Linked DNA regions of Mus musculus: region 2 is linked to region 1. Evidence: chromatin contacts called from public Hi-C data. All regions are on one chromosome and are shown on one strand. Each heading gives the region's core, a stretch centred on a gene start, on an enhancer-like site or on the middle of the called end of the contact. The rest is flanking DNA. Distances are from core to core; before and after follow the strand shown. Region 1 holds the start of Ret (ret proto-oncogene). Region 2 has its middle 16 kb from the start of Gm30498.

Evidence for each region. Hi-C and Micro-C count contacts between places; a contact is called where the count stands out from the background.
Region 2: a contact with region 1 is called in a Hi-C map of the N1E-115 cell line, with 2.8 times the contacts expected there. The contact joins the enhancer-like site here to the promoter of Ret in region 1. A contact is called at or near these places in 8 of 39 promoter capture datasets (the 3T3-L1 cell line, the SN4741 cell line, cranial neural crest and 4 more), 8 of 484 Hi-C or Micro-C datasets (the N1E-115 cell line, embryonic stem cells, hematopoietic stem and progenitor cells and 4 more), 6 of 115 datasets of contacts at active chromatin or transcription factors (VIP interneurons, craniofacial prominence, embryonic stem cells and 2 more) and 2 of 9 other capture datasets (adipose tissue and liver).

The regions. Positions count from the first base shown.
Region 1 is chr6:118,195,351-118,199,994 of GRCm38.p6, reverse strand. It overlaps Ret (ret proto-oncogene), which reads left to right and starts at 2,251. Exons shown (of 19, transcript NM_001080780.1): 1 at 2,251-2,934. The coding sequence starts at 2,862.
Region 2 is chr6:118,290,255-118,294,898 of GRCm38.p6, reverse strand. No RefSeq gene overlaps it. Among named protein-coding and RNA genes, the nearest start is that of Gm30498, 16 kb to the left of the region's middle. Within about 2 kb of position 2,453, at least 8 of the 459 cell types and tissues checked have an H3K27ac peak or open chromatin away from gene starts, as enhancers often do. A contact at or near this core is called in the N1E-115 cell line and muscle stem cells, where this site is marked.

The DNA.
Region 1 (4,644 bases), core at 1,002-3,501:
CCTAGCATGCTTGAAGATCTGGGTTCAATCTCTAGTATCAATTTTTTTTTAAGAAAAAAAGGAAGGAAGAAAGAGGGAAAGAAAGAGAGAGAGAAAGGAAGGAAGGAAGACAAAGTATCTCTGTGGGTGGAACTTAGCTCCTATCAGACTAGGCCCGACTCCAGGTCCTAGAGCACTTGTGACCTTGAATGGGGGAAGGTCAAGGTCAAGTTCTGGGGAACCGAGGCAAGACAGTGGTTATGACTTTACTGAGCATGTGCTTGGTGCTGGCACTGAGTTCCATCTGCGTATGTATTCCCTTTACTACAGATTAAGTCCTCTCTCTGGGAGGAAGATGTTTACAACAGGGGAAACTGAGGTTCAGAGCAAATAGATTAGGAAGCGTCAAAAAATACAAAGACAAAGAAAAGGAAAAGAAAAATAGAACCTCATGCAGACTCTCACCTTCCCCAGAGAAGAAAAAAAAAAGACAGGAGCAAAGAGTGGGGCTTCCTAGGTGACTCACAGGCTAAGAGACCTTTGAGCCTGGCCTCAAACCTGCCCTAGGTACAGGGAGACAGCCATTTCCCCTCCCCTAGAGGAAGCTCCCTCCTACCGTGCTCAGATTCTGAAAACTGAGTTAATATCTTGGGCCAGGTCAAGCAAAGTTTGGACCTTCCATGTGGTCTTCAATGGCAGCTGGTCCATGGCTTCCCTCAGATCCACTGCTGCTGTCTCTGTTCAGCTCCCGGGGCGTACACAGGGAAGGGTTTGCTATGCACTCAAGTATGTAGGGTCCATGTATCTGAACATGGTTGCATGCATGCATGCATATGCATGTCTAGGGGCTCGAGTAAAAGTCCACTCAAGATCTTCAGAGGAGAGGGAAATGTCCCGACCATGCTATCTGGACACTCAAGGCTGTGAAGGCCTGAGGAAGAGACAAGAGTGTACTCTTGCCTGGGTCCTTAAAATGGGCAGAGTTCATCCCAGTGTCGGTGAAGAAGGTATGAGAGTGAGGCTGGTTGGAAGAGTGGACCAGACCTCTTTTCTCTTTGCATTCTATTGGAAAACAGCCACAGGAACCTGTTTGTAGGGGGGAAAAAAAGAAAGAGAGAAAGAGAGAAAGAGAGAAAGAGAGAGAGCGAGAGGAAGGGAGGAAGGAAGAAAGAGAGGGAGAGAGAGAAAGAGAGAACGGAAGGAAGGAAGGAAGAGAGAGAGAGAGAGAGAGAGAGAGAGAGAGAACCTTCCTGTTCAGGTCCCTTCCTTGGACACAGGCCCAAGTGATAACTCCAGGGATCCAGTGTATTAGCACCTTGTGACTAATTCCATCCCCATAAACCCAAGGCCAGTGATCTCAAGGTGCCTCTTCTAGGTTAGAAGGCTGGTGGTCTGGATACCCACGGATCAGCAGGCAGGCTCTGAATAAGATCTCAGCTGGCCTGGTCCCAAGTCAGCCTATGTCTTGGCAGCTTCTGCTCCTGCCTGTGAGGGTGACTTCACTTTGACTTCATATCTGCAGAGTGATGTACAGAGATTGCTTATTCAACCCTGAGCTCAGTCGGGCAGGAGGGTGGGGCTCTGCATACTGAAGGAGAGGAGCAGCTGAGCCCCTCCCCAGACTCAGGTTCCAGGACCTGTTTGTTCACTCCAAGGTCCTACAGGCGTCTGTTTTTCTTTCCTTCCATTACTAGTTGCAAGCCATGCTTCAAAAAGCAGCTGGGAGTAGGGAGAGATGGGTTTTCCTCACAGGCATCTAGAGCCTGCATCCGACCTTCTATTTCCTGCCTAGAGGCTCCCATATCAAGGGTAAATATATTTAGTCATAATTTGGGGAAGGGAGAGTTCGATTCTTCTGGCAAACTTCTCTTTTCATCCTTCCCAACACCCCTGTAGCCGCTGCCCTATCAGTCAGTTCACATCCTAAGAGCTCTTCTATTTGGTGGGATAAGCGCATACAATTCCCAGCACTGCACCAGACGACAACGGTAGCAGGTCTCTTTGAAAGGTGTGCAATTAGCCAGTGTCTTGGTCCTATTGGTTGTACCGGTCCTGGGAATCACAAACAAGCCCAACAGGACCCCCAACCGTCTTCACCACATGATATGTTGTACACTGGAAGCAGGCTCTCTGTCCCTCTTTCTCTTGATCAGGGCTCCTCCCCTCTTCCCGCCTCTAACCCCAGAAGAAGCTGCAGGCTCCAAACGCGCTTCTCACTCCCGCCCCCTTGATAAATGGCGGAGGATGCTCTTCGCGTCCAGAGACTGGAGGGACATCATTCTAGACTCTGGGTCTCTGCGAGTATAGGTGACCAGTCGGCCCAGACGCCGAATCTTCTGTGTTGCTCTTTCTGGGCGGCGGGAAAGGACTAACAGAAACAGCAAGCGAGACGCACGGGGTGAGAAAGTGGCTATGCCGGCAAATGATCATGGATCCAGGTTACCTTTAGTAGACCAGCACCCGCACCACAACCCACACGCACCCAGCTCCGACCCGCGCTCATCTAGAGAGGAAATAGAGGTTCCCCTAGCAGTCGGGTGCCGCCCCACCTTGCCCCACACAGTACCTGGAGCCCCGCCCCTCCACACACACCCGCACCCCTGGTCCCGCCCCTCTCGCTGCCACTCCCTCTGCGCCCTGCCCTGCCCCAGTCCGCTCCCCGGGCGCAGGCAGCGCAGGTCTCTCATCAGTACCGCAACCGGAGCCGTGCAAGCAACAGCAGAGAGCGGCTCCGAGTCCGCAGCTGGGAGTCGCGCCCGGACGCAACGCGCCCGCAGTGCCCGCTGCGCCCGGGCTGGCATGGGGAGGCCCGGCTGAGCGCCGCACCCCACCGCCGCCGAGACCCGCCTGCTCCTCAACCGCGGCCCTCGCGCGCACGGGCGATGGCGAAAGCGACGTCCGGCGCCGCAGGGCTGGGGCTGAAGCTGATTTTGCTCCTGCCGCTGCTAGGAGAAGGTGAGTCCTACGGGCGGCTGGGACGGTAGGGGCCGGGGTGAAGTTAGCGCTGCGCGCCGAGCCGGGAAGCTGACGCGCGCAGAAGCGCGCTTACATTGGCTGTCACCGGCCGGCTGCGCGGCTGGCGGGCCTCCGGGTCTGGGAACCGGGTCGCTGCGGCTAGCTGCTGCGCTTGGGCCACCGGCTGGGCGGGGCTCGGCTCGCCTTGGGTCCGTGCGAGTTGCGAGCCGGGCAGAGTAGACTGCTCCGCCAAAGCCGCAGCTGAACATCCCAAGCTGGTCGCTTTTCCAGCCGCGGCCGGCCGTGTGCCCGAGCGAAGCGGACAGATCTTGTCGCCTTTGGGGAGCAGCTGCGAGCGGACAGGGTAGGCAGCCCTGGGAAGCCCACGACTTGAGCCAGCGCTTGGAGACTGCAGCGCCCAGATTTTCTTTTCGCGTTTCAATTCTGCACTTGCTGTAGCTCCATTCGTCTGGCTGAAGGGCGCTGAGGCAATCTTTAGTAAAGGTTATTTTTCCTGTGTGTGTTTTTGCCGCCCTGATCTTTAAAAACCTAAAAGCCTGTGGTCTCTCCCCCCCCGCCCCCCCCCCGTCCCCGCGTGTCTTCGCCGAGAGCTCTGAGCTCTGCCCCACAGTTGGGAGTCCTGTGTCACATGCTATTCCGCTGGAGCACATGAAAATGTGTCTTTTGGAGGCATAATAGGGTCCAGGGCTGACATTTAGTTACCCAGAGCTTTGGGCCCTGCCACTCGGGAGTGTGGTGATGGGCTGCCAGCATCATGGACAGCACACATAGGCGCCCCTCATTAGGTGTGGCCTTTCAAAGGCTGGTCACTGCCCTCGCTCCTATACCCTGACCAAATGAACCACAAGGATACAGGATATTGACCCGGTTGGCTGCACATTTTACTGTCCTTCAATCTACCCTAACTTGGTTCCCTCTGGAAAATATTTGTACCAAGTTTCCCTCTGATAACAGAATTGAGCCCAGGCCACCCACTCCCATTACTTACAAAAGGTTTGCAACCTTTGGAAATAGGCAAGACTGTTCATCTTGCCTCTAGCTCAGAGTCGTGTACTGGGTTCACAGACCAGCCCAGGACTGCATTTGCAGGCCTTCCAAGTACCGCAGAGAAGTATGGAGAGGGGAAAAGATAAAGACCTTATCGTTCTGGGGGGGGGGGCAGATTGGAGTGTCTGTTCCTGGGTCCTAAGGTGCTGTGGGGCACAGTGCTGCAGAGGGTCATAGGCTCCAAGGCTGTGTAGCAAAATACAGAGCTTAACATTGTGTAGCTGCTCTGTGTCATTGGGTTTAAACTTCACAGGTGCAGGTATGTAGTCAGGAGTAAACCAGGAAGACATGTGTTGAGCAACTTCCCTCCACCCACCTAACCCTGAATCTAGTGAGGTCCCCAGCCGTGTAAGGGACCCACCTCAAGGGTCTGGCCTGTGGCATGTGGCAGGCAGAGAGGGAGATTTCTATGTGAAACCTCTGGCTCAGAATCAGGTGGCCACAGACAGCTTATAGAATCCAGGACTATGAGGTTTTAAACCCACCCCCTTCTGGATGGCCAAGAATCCACGATAGAGGTCCAGAGAGGGCCACAGCAGCCTCATACCCAGGAAGAAGTGATGGGGGTTTTGGAGAAGCCCTCTAACCTGGACTCTGGTGCAGCTGTTGTGACATTCACTGATCTCCAAACTGCCACTAGAG
Region 2 (4,644 bases), core at 1,204-3,703, 95 kb before region 1:
CCCTCTCGTCACAGTGCTGTCTCTGAAAGAGACTGGGGCTCTGACCTCTAACACCCTGCCATCCCTACAGTGAAATAAGTATCCAAGAGGGTCCCAAACCATATACCCAAGTCACCAGTCCTAGAGAGTAGACCCAATGCCATCTACCCAATATCTGTCCCACACCCAGCCACATCAACCACTTATCACCACACTGCCCACGGCCTGCACTGGGCCCCAGCTCACTCACACCTCTCCTGGCTCTGCCAACACTTTCCTTTTTTCTTCTCTGCTCCATTTCACCTTCCACCCCTTTTCTTCTTGTGCCTCCATACCTGTCTTCGTTTTGCAATTTCTATTTTCTGCTCTGCATTTTCCTTTCTCTCTCTCTTTCTTTCTTTCTTTCTTTCTTTCTTTCTTTCTTTCTTTCTTTCTTTCTTTCTTTCTTTCTTCCTTCCTTCCTTCCTTCCTTCCTTTCTTTCTTTCTTTCTTTCTTTCTTTTTTTCTTTCTTTCTTTCTTTCTTTCTTTCTTCTGCTAATAATAATTGTCCTTTTATCTATCTAAAATAGTCTCATGGCGACCCATGTCTGGAATCTCTTGGAACAGGATGACTAATGTTCACAACCAGGTCTCAAAAGGGGCCTCATGTGGGGACTCACATCTGTGGTGGAGGGTGATCGCTTCAGGTTTGGCCTGGGGCCACTCCTCAGGCTTGCCTCACAACTTCAGGGAGCTGGAGGCTCTTAGCAGGGTGGTGCAGTGGGCAGCCTCCAGAGCATGGGAGCAGCTATCCCACCTGGCCTTGCATTGGACCATGACTAGGAACCCACAGTGTTGGGAAAGAGGGAGAGGCCATTGTCTAGGAGATGATTTAGGAACCAGAGGACCAGTTGGATACCAAGTCTCTCTTCCTTCTCTGATCTACTGGCTGCTGTTTGTGAGAGCATCAAGGGAAGCTATGGAGCACAGAAGGACAACAGTTGAATGTCCTCTTGTTCAGTCACTAGCCCCAAAGACATTACCCTTGGTGAGACAGCACTTAGGGACACTTTAGGATAGTGTTCCTCCATAGTGCAGGGTCAGCACCCCAGGGTCAGAGCCTAGGCTCTGTCTGACCTGCATCCACAGGACAGTCCCAGGTAAGGCAGGCAGAGGCAGCCTGGATGCTGAACTCCTCAGATGCACTTGTGCTGTGAAGAAGGTGCACACTGTGCCTCGTGCTCTGGACCCTTCATGTCCGTCCAGCTGCCTTTAGAGTCTTTTCAGATTCAGATGGTCTTAGGAGGGCAGGGGAATCTCTGAGAAGAGCTGAGGCCTCAGATGTCCAAGGATGTAGGATGCTCACCTCAGGCCTCTCCTAAAGAGAGACAAACCCTTTTATGGAGGAGAAGGTTCCAGGAAACGTTTGAAAACAAATGATTCCCACCCTCCTTGGGATTGGTCTAGGTGTACTGGGGTACCGTGAGCCCCTCAAGATGTCTATCGTGACTACCCGAGTCCATGTCCTTCCTCTGAAGAATGTCTGGTATAGATACAGGCCTTTCTCCCAGAGAAGGTTGGCTGTTCTGTGCCTTACAAGCAGCACCCTGGTTTATAGAGTCAGAGCTCGTCTACACTGGCTATTAGAAAAGGTCACCTCCTCTTCCTGGCCTTCCTTTTTCCTGCTGCACAGAGATCAAAGGACATCTCATTGGTGGCAGTTCTGGCAGTCCCTGTCATCGGCCCTAATGGATGTGGCCCATTAACACAGGGGTTGGGAGGACAGGCAGCAGAGGGACAGAGAACCTCAGATCTGAGCCTCAGGATAGAGGGCAAGAGGGAGGGACAGGAAGATCCAACCCCACCCCAGTGATAGAGGAGGACTAAGAGTGCTCTCACCTGGTGCTGCTGGGTCTGCCCTCCTGGGGGTGCCTAAGAGCCACCCTGCTGTGGAGGAGCTATGAGGGACAGCTGTGGGAGAGGAAAGGTCCTCTCTGAACTCTTATAGCTCTGAAGCCTGCTGTTCTGTCCTGGTGACAGGTCCACAAGCCTGGGGGTCAGAGACACAATGCTTCTCTGAAGCTAGACCACCAGGCTCTAGGCAGAGTGTGGGTAGATGAAATCTGCCCTGTGTTCCATCCCTGGGCAGTGCTGATCCTCTGCCATTGCTTTCCTTGAACCTGTGAACTGGTCCTTGGCAGGATGCTGTCACTACACTACGGAAGTTCCAGCTAATGATGCAGCACACAGAGTAGAACAGGTCACCTCCTGGAAGTCAGCCAGGCCTTAGGACACCAACTGTGCTCAGCACCCCACTGCCTTTATGCCCTGGAGGCTGGAGAACTGCCATTCCCACCCATGAGTGCTCATAGCCCTTTGAGACCTACAGCTGAGATCAACTGTCATCTAATCAGGGAGTGGAGCCAGACTGGGCTAGCTTATGATTCAGGGGGTTAGCCTAGCACATCCGGGAACAAGCCATTCCCTACAATCAGGTCCCTTCCAAGGTCTGGGGATCTTGGAATCCCAGTGCCAGCCCTACCCAGCCTGGTGTCTGGCTGCTCCCCTGGCTCTGTGCTCCCTGGAAGCTTCTGTCTGTCGGCTTCCAGCACTTTGCCACTCCCCCACACCCCCCAGACAAACCATCAGTAATTCACTTTAATGAAATATGGAGACACTTTTATTGATGATGATCCTATCTGGAGACAGGAGAGCAAGAGTGAGACTGTACCTTCCATGGGCTGGGCCATGGGCCAGTCTGTTTTCACAGAACCCTGGGGACCCTCTGAGAGACAGTGCTGATGGAAATCAGGCGGTGATCTGGTGTGACCTGGTTTCACAGATGAGAGAGGCAGGGCAGGAGCTAATAGCCGAGTCTCTTGATCCAGCAAGTTAGAGTTTCCCAGGGATCCTGCACTGCAGCCTACCCCTAAAATTAGGGCCAGATCAGGCTGAGAAACGATGAAGCAGGGAGGTGAGAAGGGAATGGGGCTGTACCAGGCTACAGGACAGCAACTACTTCAGGCTGAGGCAGAAGACAGGGGACTAGTCACTTTGCAGGAGGACCATGTCCTGGTTACAAGCATCAGGTACCAGCAGAAAACTGCTGTGGTGTAGGCCTCCTGCCAGAACACGGTTTCATCCCATTGCCTACTGGGGATTCAGATGCCAGCACTACTTCCTCTGAGTGAGAACCTCAGAGCTTCTCCCCTACCTAACCAGCTCAGAGAACTTGGGAGGGAAGACACAAGTCCACAAAGAAAGATCCCCACCCTATTCCTGCCCATACCATCTGTCAGGCTTGAGCTATCTCTACCATTGCCAGCCAGCCCAGCCCTGGCAAGAGTTGGACCATCTACAAGTAGAAGGTGGAGTCCCTCTGAGGGACTCTTTCTGCCCTGTCTCCTGGTAAAGCATCCATATCTTCTTTCACCCGTGCAGGCTGTGGTAAAGGCAAGTACAGCCTTGGGGAAGGCAGTCAGGCAAGACATGGAGACCAGCTGTCAGCAGCTGTCAATAGAACCTGCAGGCCAAGGTACCTGGGAAGATGCCTGTTTGTCAAATGAGGGCAGCCACCACAGGTGTTCATCTCAGGTCACCCGAGGGAAGCTGATAGCACTGGGAAATAGAGGAGTTCAGCTGGAGGCCACGAAGCTGGCAGGGTTGAGGTCCAGGCCCTGGTGGTACCATGAGGCAAGGCAGACCACGGTGGACTGAGTATGAAGCGGAGTAAAAACATTACTGGCAGGGGCAGGAATGAAGGGACATTATCACATTTGTCTGGCCTGGACTTGCAGCGACGGGCACACAGCTGTCCTATACTCTCAGACCACTTGGCTGTGATAACCACAGACGGCATTGCCCATGTGCTGTACTTCCTAGCAAAAGACTTCAGAGTATCTCGTCCATGGACCTCTGTGGATCCCTCCAACCCTCCCCAAGGTGCCTATTGATCACGGAGCCCAGAGGTGGAGCAGCCTGTAAGCAAGAATCGCTGATGCTCTTCATCAGCAGCCTGCCTCATGCAATATGTAACACTGCATTATCCCTGTGCTGACAGCGTGGACAGAGCTGAAGAGCCTGGTGCTCCCTGAAAGAGGCCCACGGTGCTCCGGACTGCTGAGCTAGGGCGTGAGGCATGCGCTCTGTGGCAGAGCTTGCAGGCCCTGTCCTCACTGCAGCTCCGTTTCTCCCATCTGTGGAATAAGGTGGGTGCCATTTGGCCATTGTCACTCTCCCCCAAACAGTCCCCGAGGTGGGCATTAAAATCTTTACACAGCCCACATGCTCACTACCCAGATGGTTGCATAGGCTCTTTCTCAACACAGTGTTCCAAATAGCTACAATCATGCTACCTGGATAGGTGAGCGAAGTCAATGTAATTTGCCATTCTTCATGCTATGACCCCTTTCAGGCAATCCCCCAGGATAATTCTCGGGGTTCCTAATAATTGCTATATCACGCTCACATCCTGATGTTCTCAGACTCTGCACTGACATGTTATCAGCGCTTGATACAACAGTATCCGACACTACTGACAAGAAGATCCATGACAAGCCTGCTTACCTGCCAGCATCCAGACCAGAGAGGGACCAGCACTGTGCACTCTGCCCCAATCCCTGTTGAGGGAAGTAGGGGCTGGAAGAATCTTTCTAGCATTAGGTTTTCCAAGGACATCTTCCAGG